2 separate regions of the Mus musculus genome follow, and region 2 is linked to region 1. The links are chromatin contacts, called in public Hi-C maps. All regions are on one chromosome and are shown on one strand. The core of a region is the stretch at or near the end of the contact, and the rest is flanking DNA. Distances in the headings are between cores, read along the strand shown.

What was found. A called contact is a pair of places that touch in the nucleus more often than the background predicts.
Region 2: a contact with region 1 is called in a Hi-C map of uterus, with 6 times the contacts expected there. The contact joins two enhancer-like sites. A contact is called at or near these places in 9 of 39 promoter capture datasets (the 3T3-L1 cell line, 3T3-L1-derived adipocytes, embryonic stem cells and 4 more), 1 of 15 datasets of contacts at CTCF or cohesin (pro-B cells), 10 of 484 Hi-C or Micro-C datasets (the N1E-115 cell line, embryonic stem cells and uterus) and 3 of 115 datasets of contacts at active chromatin or transcription factors (embryonic stem cells, fibro-adipogenic progenitors and stem cell-derived neural progenitor cells).

The regions. Positions count from the first base shown.
Region 1 is chr11:34,842,722-34,848,034 of GRCm38.p6, forward strand. No RefSeq gene overlaps it. Among named protein-coding and RNA genes, the nearest start is that of Gm22022, 3.0 kb to the left of the region's middle. Within about 2 kb of position 3,055, at least 49 of the 459 cell types and tissues checked have an H3K27ac peak or open chromatin away from gene starts, as enhancers often do. A contact at or near this core is called in uterus, where this site is marked.
Region 2 is chr11:35,270,903-35,276,215 of GRCm38.p6, forward strand. All of the region lies in intron 4 of Slit3 (slit guidance ligand 3), which reads left to right. Among named protein-coding and RNA genes, the nearest start is that of Gm46277, 14 kb to the right of the region's middle. Within about 2 kb of position 2,654, at least 12 of the 459 cell types and tissues checked have an H3K27ac peak or open chromatin away from gene starts, as enhancers often do. A contact at or near this core is called in uterus, where this site is marked.

The DNA of each region.
Region 1 (5,313 bases), core at 1,805-4,304:
ATCCCATCCCTCCTCCCCCTGCTCACCAACCCACCCACTCCTGCTTCCCTGTTCTGGCATTCCCCTACACTGAGGCATCGAACCTTCACAGAACCAAGGGCCTCTCCTCCCACTGATGACCGACAAGACCATCCTCTGCTACATATGCTGCTGGAGCCATGGGTCCCTCCATGTGTACTCTTCGGTTGGTGGTTTAGTCCCTGGGAGCTCTGGGGGTATTGATTGGTTCATATTGTTGTTCCTCCCATGGAGCTGTAAACCCCTTCAGCTCCTTCAGTCCTTTCTCTAGCTCCTCCATTGGAAGCCTGTGCTCAGTCCAATGGATGGTTGAGAGCATCCATCTCTGTATTTGTCAGGTACTGTCAGAGCCTCTCAGGGGACAGCTATATCAGGCTCCTGTCAGCAAGCACTTGTTGGCATCCACAATAGTGTCTGGGTCTGGTGACTGAATATGGGATGGATCCTCAGGTGGGGCAGTCTCTGGATGGCCATGCCTTCAGTCTCTGCTCCACACTTTGTCTCTGTATCTCCTCCCACGGAATATTTGCATTCTTCCAGCTAGACCAGCACCATTTGTTGAAGATGCTTTTCCCCCATTGAATAATTTTGGCTTTTTTGTCAAAATTCAAGTGTCCATAGGTGTGTGGGTTTACTTCTGGGTCTTTGTGATTCCATCAATCAACCTGTATGTTCTTATGGAGTTTTTGTTACTATAGCTCTGTAGTACAGCTTGAAATTACAGATGGTGATATCTCTGGAAGTTTTTTTTTTTTTTTTTAATTGAGCAGGATTGTTTTAGCAGTCCTGAGTTTTTTGTTTTTCTTATATGAAATTAAGCATTGTTCTTTCAATGTCTATATAATGTATTTTATTTATAGGAAAAACTATTAGAAAAAATAGGCATTAGACATAGAAATTGAAGCCAATTCTACCAGGCAAGCACCTAGTACTATTTTGTAATTCCGTTCATAGCAACCTCCTGCCTTTTAGCACTAGGTGGCAGTGTTGGCAAATATTTTATAAGAAGAAAGCATCTTTCTGTCTTAGAAACTAGATTCTGCCATTGGAAGTATCTCTAGCAAGTAACACTTGCTGGTGTCCCTTAGATTAGATAAGTGCCCGTGCATACACGTGTACACACACACACACACACACACACACACACACACACACACACACACACACACGCGCACACGCACACACACACACACACACGCACACACACCAGTAACATCCAATGTTAGGCATCTGACCATGATTCTACCCTAACTGGAATTGTTTTTCTCTCCTTCTATTTAATTCATTTGCCTCATCCTTTGTTGCTGAAGAGGCCAGATGACCAATGGCTAAGAATATATATAGAAAGAGATGCTATAATATAGATGTTATAACATAGGATGAAATGAAAAATAATAAAGAAAGAGATGGTCTGGATTTAGCACGGACCTGAAGTGTGTGCTGCATTACAGGTGCGAGCCTTTCTAAGTATCTAAACCCCTGGTGATAATCAAAGCATCCAATCTAACAGGCAGCTGTGAACTTAAACGGGCAAGCATTTTTGGCATAATGTCAATAAGCAGTTGTTCTTATTAAGACTATCTTTCAGTTTAACTATCATTCCCTCTCGGACCCTTTCCTGGGTTCTTAGCCTAGGGCTTACCTCCTACGTGCGATTCATAGCACCCTATCCTTGCCCTTCAGAACATGAGTTGTTTGTGGTAATTTGCGTCTGCCTTCAGCACTAAGCTGTAAGTCTTTTGAACCCAGAGAAGAGCTTTATCTATTTTGCTCACTACAGTTCTTCTTCCCGAGTAATGTCATAGTGACTGGGACATGCAAGGACTTAAAGTTAAATGTGAAGAAATAACTTTACAAATACACCTCACTAATATTATGCAGATTAAATCTCTAACCTCTTGAATCTTTGACAAAGCAAAGCTTCTTACAAAAGATATATATGCTGAACATTTATTAATTAAGTAGCCTTTGGTCTATACTCCAGGGAAGTATGTGGTAGTATTTGATAGCCCAGAAGTTCAATTGCTTCCTTCACTGAAGCAATAAAGGTTTCCTTTACTTAAACCAATATTTCTTATTAAAAAATGTATATTGTGATATTATTTCTGCAATCCCAGTAATCCTTCCTTCCTTCTTTTCCTTCCACCTTTCCTTCCTTTACTCTCCTTTCCTCGTTTCTTGGTATATTGAGGATGAAACCCAGCGTCCCTCACATTCTATCTGTGCTGGACATCCAGCTCTATCAAGCATTTTCAATATACTAGAGAATGTAGTATGCAAACTAGCTCTGTTGGAGAGGCCCAGAAGTCAATGAATCCTTGGCTAAGAAATATGCTCACTATGTAAATACCAATTCTGAGTATTGCATTCTCTTCAAGGGAAGAGCTGTACTCGAAGAACTTAAAGTTTTCTAATATTTTATCAAGGTCACGGACAGACTTATTGACATTTTTTCAAACCAATCCGGTGTATGTCCTATTCATTTTCTCAACCAGAAAACATTTGAGTATATCATTTCAGAGCCCTTAAGGTCCCTGAGCAAGCAAGAAGGCACAAGAACAGCTACGGGAAATACTAGAGAAAGGTCGGTTTACTTCTGAACAATGATGTTTTGGGTTTCCAACTCTTTCTCCCACTCTGAAAATGGGGAGGCGTTGTTTTGTGGGTATGGTGTACACTGTACAGACCATCTAGACTCCCACCCTCCCTGCCTTGTTGATAAAACTTTAAACCGTTCTGTTAGTAGACGTGTCCTTTCCTTTGCTCCAGTCATTCTTTACTAGTTGTACTTAACCCCACTACCTGGCAGGATGCTGAGACCATTGCTTCATTGCAGATGAATCCCATCAACCACCCACGATAAACTGTGGGCTGCTGGCTGTATTATGTGACCGCTTTTGATAAATCGGTCAGTCTTGTGAAATAGTTCCCTGAAACGAAGTTCTGGAACTCATCGGCTATCTTCTCTGACAGTCGTATCTTCTCCCAGCGCTCAGATTTCCCAAGCAGCTGGGGGAAGGGCCCACATCCTCCCACAGTGCATGCTCTTGGCAAATTCAGACGTGTGAGCTTTTGGCACTAAAGTTATGCTCCTTTTGCTCTGTGTTAGCTCAGGGCTAAGAAATCTCTTGGGGGCGAGTAAGCTTTTAAATGTTAGAGGACAAACTGTTCCAGGATCCGTGTGCATTTAGCAATTTGCGAGAACGGCCACTGTCCCTTATCACTGCATTTACGTTTGCAATGCTCGAGTGGTGCTTTGTCTTCTAGGAGTGGGGCTGGAGGCTGACATTGTCCTCTTTTCCTGTCCGTCTGGTGCTGAGATCTCCCTCTTGGTTCCGTCTCCACCCGGGAATGCAGCATGGCGTCTGGTTAAGTCAGTGTGTAGTTTTCAAGTTTTCTTTACTCCATGGTCATGAACTGTTTAGCAATGTAAACACCTTCCGAGAACTGTGTCAGTTGTGCCACTGCACGAACACCAGAGAATGCAGTTATGCAACTTGCATCCCCCAGCTCAATCCTGCGATGCGCTTTCATGATGTAAACAGGGAAGGTCAATGGTTTTAAAAAAATGCCTATGGTATCAGCACTCGGGGAACCAAAGCAGGAGATTTACAAGGTCTAAGCCTACCTGAGTTATTTAATGAGAGCCTATCTCAGGAAGAGGGAGGGCAGGGGAAGCCGGTGATGCGTAGTGCTGTGGGCAGTCTAAAGCGTGTCTGCGCTTCAGTAACTTCCAAACACTTTCATTTTCAGTGCTGGTGACTGAAACAAGAGCTTTGTATGTGCTAGGTTGGTGAATCCACCAAGCCACACCCATTCTTGAACAGTAGTTGTTAGGTTTTAAAATATTTATGTATTTATGTATGTATGTATGTATGTATGTATGTATGTATTTATGAGTTTTTTAAATGTAGGAGTGTTCTATCTGCATGTATACCTGCATGCCAGAGGAGGGCATCAGATGGCTTTATAGATGGTCATGAGCCACCATGAGGTTGCTGGAAATTGAACTCAGGACCTCTGGAAGAGGTTCTTAATTGCTGAGACATCTCTCCAGCCCAGTAGTAGTTGGTCTCCCCCCCCACTCCCCGTGTGTGTGTGTGTGTGTGTGTGTGTGTGTGTGTGTGTGTATGTGTATGTGTAACCAGCTCTGCAACACCTGCTGTTATTGTCATCATTGTTATTTAATGAATAGGAGTGCAGTCCAAACTACTTATAGAAAGTGTATGCCTTAGTTTGCTGTGAAGAGACAACATAACCAAGGCAACTCTTATAAAGGACAACATTTAACTGGGGCTGGCTTACAGTTTTGGAGTATATTGTCATCATAGCAGGAAACATGGCAGCATGCAGGCAGACATGGTTCTGGAGGAGCCAAGAGTTCTACATATTGATCTGAAGGCAGCAGAAGGGGACTGTGTCCCCCAAGGCAGCCAGGAGGAGACTTTATTCCACACTGGGCAGAACGTGAACATAGGAGAACTTAAAGCCCATCTACTTAGTAACACACTGCTTCCAACAAGGCCATACTTCCTCCTATAAGGCCACACCTCCTAATAGTAGCACTCCCCATGTCCCAAGCATTCAAACACATAGATCTATGGGGGCAAAACCTATTTCAACCACTATAGTGTAGTATAGTAAATACATAAACCAAGACATGATCATCTATTATTATCACGTATGAAGCACTGTGCATCATTGGATGTGTGATACATTTATATGACAGACAGAATGGGTTTGGTTTCCCCAGCATCACTACAGACACATGAGTAATGCATCACTGTGGCCTTACGCTGGCTGCAGTACTCCGTGACTATGCTTGTTCAGTTCTTTTCTAAACGTGTGGGCCCTCTGTTGTACCTGTGTTCAATCACAGACATTGTTATATGGCCATCACTACATGTGACTCAAGGTGCTTTGCTGTGGAAAGATCTGTGTAACTATGATTTGCACCCCAGAATTCCTGGAAAGGGATTAACATGCATCCTGCAAACAGAGCCAGGTTAAAATCCTCAACAGTGACACCCCATTCATAAAATTTGAGTCTTCCAGCCAATGTAGGTGAACAGGCTTGAAAAGTAATATCTCATTTGTTTCTTAATTTGGTTAGAAGTTTGGGCTTCACTTCTACTCCCACAAAAGTCATTAGTCAGCTCTCATCCCAAAAGAGTGCTTTCCAAACCTTGCTGCATCTTAAAAATACCTTAACTAGAGAGTTTGCAACTCCTGATGCCTACAGACTATACCCAGTACTAATTAAATCTGAATCTTCCAGACATCAGTAAGTTTTGC
Region 2 (5,313 bases), core at 1,404-3,903, 430 kb after region 1:
TGGAAGTCGAAGAGTGATTGCTGCTTCTGTGTAAGCGTTGACCCTAGCGTCCTTCATACTTAGCCTCTCCCTCGCTCCCCACTCTACTCCTGACCTGCCACCTGGCTTCCAAGCTCAGAGTTTCGTGTTGTGGAAGGGGGTTTTCCTGCTCTGGATCACTCTGATCCAGATGTCCAGCTGCAGAGAGCTTAGGAATCTCTCCTGGGGGGGGGGGGGACACAAAAAGGTTGAGCTCTGTTCTCTCTAGATTGCTGAGGAGTTCATTACAGTTGATGTTTCCAGCACCAGGAGCATGCGTTTGATTCTCTGGTTCCCAAAGGTACATGCAAAGTAGTCCTTTATATCACTGAGCCAGTGCTAGATGCTCTTCACTGTTGGTAGATGGTAATGGAACTGAGGCTGGAGATAGGAGCTTTTCTTCAAGGTCATGGAGCTTTAATAATGACCCAGAACAGGCCAGGCTGCCTGACTGCTAAGTCAGCCCTTTCCTTTCTGAACTCCATGGTCCCACAAAAGGGAAGGATGCTGCTATTGCATTCCAGGTCCAGACATCCCTCTGTGAGGCAGTGGGGTGGGGAAGACACATGCAGCTGGATGGGGGAACTGTTCCTTGTCTCCCTTTTGAGGCTGAGGCCATTTTCTTTTCCTTATTTAGAACTCTGTTTAGACCCAAGTGTCATCTGCTTGTCTCTGAGAACCTGCACAGCCTCTCAGCCTTACCCTTATCTTATTTTATATTTAACCTCATTAGCTATTTGTGGGCCAAGCCTGGACCAGATCATAATGGCAGGCTCGCAAGGAGGGGGCTCTGATGTTTATCTCTGCTGCAGAGTGTCTGGAATAGTAATTAACTTTGAGGTTCTGGATATGGGAGGGAGTGGTGTGAAAGTCAGAAGGAGAAAAAAAAAACTGGCTAATTTGCAGAGATCTTCCTGAAGTCAAAAGCAACAATTTGTGCGTTTGTGACTCTCATATCCCACGTCGATGAACATCTGTACATAGTTCCACATGGGCAGATGTTGCACAACAAAGAGTTTAATTTGCCATTGAGCTGACTCAGTAACCTGGGGCAAGCGACGTTATCACTTAGAGCTTCTTCATCTGCAAAACAGGGATAAACTGGGATGAAACTCAGTGCATGGTTACAGCACTTAACACACAGCCTCTGATGTTTTAAGTCAAGGCACCAACCAAAGTGGGGTCGTCCTGCGGGCTGTAGCTAGTTGGTGCTGCGCCGCATCCTTCACGCCCACAACTTAGATTCTCGGTGAGTCAGGGCTGCCTAACTTTGGTCAGTCCTGGCTCTGCAGGGAAGAGTGAGCTGGAATTTGATTGTTAAGGACATTTATTTCCCCAAGACTGCCCTAGTCATGACACTCTCATATAAGCAGATTTGAAAAGCTGATTTCCATAATCTGGGCTCTTGATCGCTCCTGACTCTGGCATCAGACCTTGTCCCTCTGGCACGACCATGAGAGCCACCCACAACACGAGGTACTCAGTTGCCCCTTTCAGCACCTCATTTCCTAGATAGCCACTAGAGAGTGCCTGGGGGTCTCTGGGGTCTGTGTCTTTTGGTGACCAATAATTGCAGGACCCTCAGAGGACAAAAACCTGAGTGCAGCTTGGATCAGGCAGATGACAGGGACAGAATTTGGAAGCCGGAATTAATCACAGAGACTTAGCTCAGGAAGACGAAATTCCATGGTGTGTTCTTGCATTTAAGGTCAGTCTGGGTGCTTTCGTCTAACAAGAGCACGTGCAATTGTTTTGCTCCCCAAACAATCACTGCCTACAGAATGCCTTTCTATAAGCAATCAAATAAAATTTGCTGGTATCATTTCCTCTTAATTTATCATGCAACTAGCATGTGATTAGAACCGCCCCAGCTGTGTTTCTTCTGTGATAGGTAGCTGGGAGTCATGAACTTTACAGTGAGAAAGGTCTGCCTTCCAGGCCACCTCCGTCACTTCAGACAATTTACCTCTCCGACTCGGTTTCCTCCACTGTGGGAGGAGACTGGGGCTGCTCCTTTGCAGGACTTCTGTGAGGGTTTGACGTGTACTGAGCATCAGGCCCGGATATAATGGCTTTTCAACAAATAGCACATGTTGTGATTATTTTGATTTTTTTTTTTTACATGAAATTGCCAGTCACACACGCCATTACTTCTTAGAGAACAGCTTCCAACTTCCAGGTTATAATTAAATACGTCAGCTCTACTGCTGCCACTCTTTAAATTTTATCCACTGCGACTCCTTGTTAAACATTCATTAGGCTATTTCACAAATACACATTTTATAGAGAGCATCAGTGCCAAATCACAATTAGGAACGATTTTCATACCACACTTAACCAAGGTCGGGGACTCTGTATGTGAGATGACAACGTCTCCCGAACAATGTGCAAGGCAAATGCTTCACCTTCTCGGCCACTCCTAACATTTCAAACCAAGGTCTTGCATTTAATTAATCTCCAGAAAGTCTCATCTCGGGCTTATTAAGTGCATTATTTTGTGAGAGCAAACAAAGGGCCTCACTTGCAGGGCCAAGTGTGTTTATTCCAAATAGTTAATTAAATTGTGTCAGTTCCTGCCCTGGAGCGTTCGGGCTATTCTGTTTTTCTACCCATGTGGACAGTTTGTCATCATTCATTTTTATTTCCTCTCCGGCCTTTTAAAGAGAGACGCGGGGCAGCGGCCTGAGCATGTGCTGTGTGGTTGGAGCAGTTTGCAAAGTTAAATTGGTTAAATACGACTTGAGCGCCGCTCCAGGAGCTGGCTCTGTTTTTCTAGAATCCACTAGGGTTTTTCAGCAACAAAACAGGCCTGAACAGTTCTGACCCTGAACGTGAACAATAGCATCCCAGAGAGCCTTGAATCCTCCCTACTTGGAGCTCTGTGGAAGGGGAGTGCAGCTGGAGCAGGGTGCTTTCTCAAGCTGCGGCACACTCCCTTGACCTGCTGAACTAAACAGGGGTATATTTATGGGAACTCTTTCTCCAAGAAGCACGGGGGACTTCCTTTAAGCTTTAGAAGTGGCATCCCTGCAGAAGACAGAAAAGGAAAGAGAAAGACATTCTCCTTTACTTTCACGACATTAGGTGTCTGGTGTGATAAAGGAGGGAGACTCCAGCTCTTAAGAAACCCAAGGACCAGGGACAGTGAACACCTAGGGCAGGTTATTCAAGACCCCCTCTTTCTAATAGCAGGAGGGTATCAGCCCTCAGCCTAGTGTTACTAAAGCTACCTTAGAGAGAAGTGAAGAGGCCAGGTACTTCAACGATGTTTGAAGTCGGTGTTAGTCATGGACTGGATGAACTGCCTGGCTGTGCTAACACCACACACTGTACAAACTGTTATCAAATGTCTACTTAGGTAATAAGTGTTTGCTTGTCACAAGCCTGTTACACACCAAATCCTCAACCAGCCTTTCATGCCCAGGGCTTGCCACATGTCTGGTGAGAGGTCTACCTTTCTGGTCACAGGTATATTTTGCCTTTAATAATGGCCCTGAGCCAGGCCATTCGAGATGAAGCTCGTAAAGACATGGCAGAGCTGTCTTCTCCAGACGCTTGACTGCAGCGGGTGATGATGCCAGTGGTGGGCTTTTGTGGAACAAGTCCTCTAAGTCAGGCACTGAGTCCAGTAGTCTTCTATGTTGGCTGGAAGTGGCTCTCCAAAGAAAAGACGGTCATATCCACTTTACAGACCAGAAGACTAAGGAAGCTAACCCACTCATCCAAGGTCACCAGCTAGTAAATGACAATGCTAAGATTCTGCAATATGGAAAGGTCATTTAAAAAAAAAAAAACAGGGCATGATAATAGTCCATGTCTTTAATCCCAGCACTCAGGAGGCAGAGGCAGGTGGATCTCTGTGAGTTCCAGCACACCCTGGTCTACAAAGTGAGTTCCAGGACAGCCAGAGCTATTGCACGGAGGAACCTTGTCTCAATTAAAATAATAAAAATGGGAAAAGACATGTTTCTGGGATTACACATTGGTCCTCATGCTTGAAAGTGGGGTGTGGTTGTGCGTGCTTATAATTCCATTACTGGTGAGATGAAGATAGGAGAACTTAGGGGGTTCATAGGCCAGGCAGTGATGAACCCTAGATCGAAGTGAGAAACCTTATCAAAAAACAAAGTAGACAGCCATGAGGCACAGCATCTGTGGTTGACCTCTGACCTCAACTTGCACACACACACACACATACACACACACACACACACACACACACGTGCTGTGGATTAAAAAATATATGTGTTAATGGCAGCTTGGTGAATCCTTGTAACAAAGAAAGCTTGGAAAAGCTCAGGACTCTAGACCAGAGTGCAGGGAAAACAGAACTAGCTGCCTTAGGAGCTGAGTTGGACAATCTCAGTGCAGGCCAGGAGCCAGAGGATGATCTGAGCAGGTAGGCAGCCGAGAAGAGTATTTTAGGAGGCAGGGGTGACTGCTATGGTCATCGGATAGTAGATGGCTTTGAACTTCAAGCTGCTGCGAACAAATGAAATCAGGGAAGCTGAGGTGTCATAGCCCCGTAGCTCCTAAGAGCAGGTGGGCTCCCTCGGGGTGGTAAAGCACCCCCTTCCAAAGAGAGACAGTGACACTAGTCAGCAGGATTCTGGTCCAAGCAGTGTGTCATTGTTATTTGGCAGCATCCGTAGATGCTGGAGAAGGAATCTATTTATGATCAAGAGCAAATGCTCTGCAGACTGCCTGGACTTGTGTTCTGGTTCTGTTGCTAGCTGTGTGTCTGTAGAGAAATAATGCTACCTCTCTATGCCCCCGTTTCTTCTGTGCTCTAAAATGGAAAGCTTCATCCCTTGCTAGGATAATTCACTAAGTACAATCTATTGTTCTCGTTGTATTTTCTGTAAGGAAGGGACATTATTCCAGAACGCCAAAGCTGAGAGGGGCTGGTAACCTAAGAACAAGATACTTCATCTCCATATTGTATTGTCCTCTGCTCCTTGGTCATCTAAGGCCTTTAGCTCTGCTAAAGGTACCCAAGGTACCCCATGGATGGGGCCAGACACTAAGGATGCAATTGGAGTTACCTTGCTAGAAGCCTAGTCACATGGGTGGGCTTTCTTTAAGGCAGGGAGCCTCATTAAGCTGGGGTCTTAGGGTCTTGCCTGCAGCTTTAGACTTCGTCAGCCTCTGTACATCCGTCCCCTATGGGCACATCTGTGCTGCACAGACTAGAATTGGCCAGGTGAGAGTCTGTTGTGCCCTTGTCCTCAGTGGACCTGGTGGGCACAGAACAGTAATAAACTGTACTTCCTCTCCAGTCCGGGAGACGGGAAG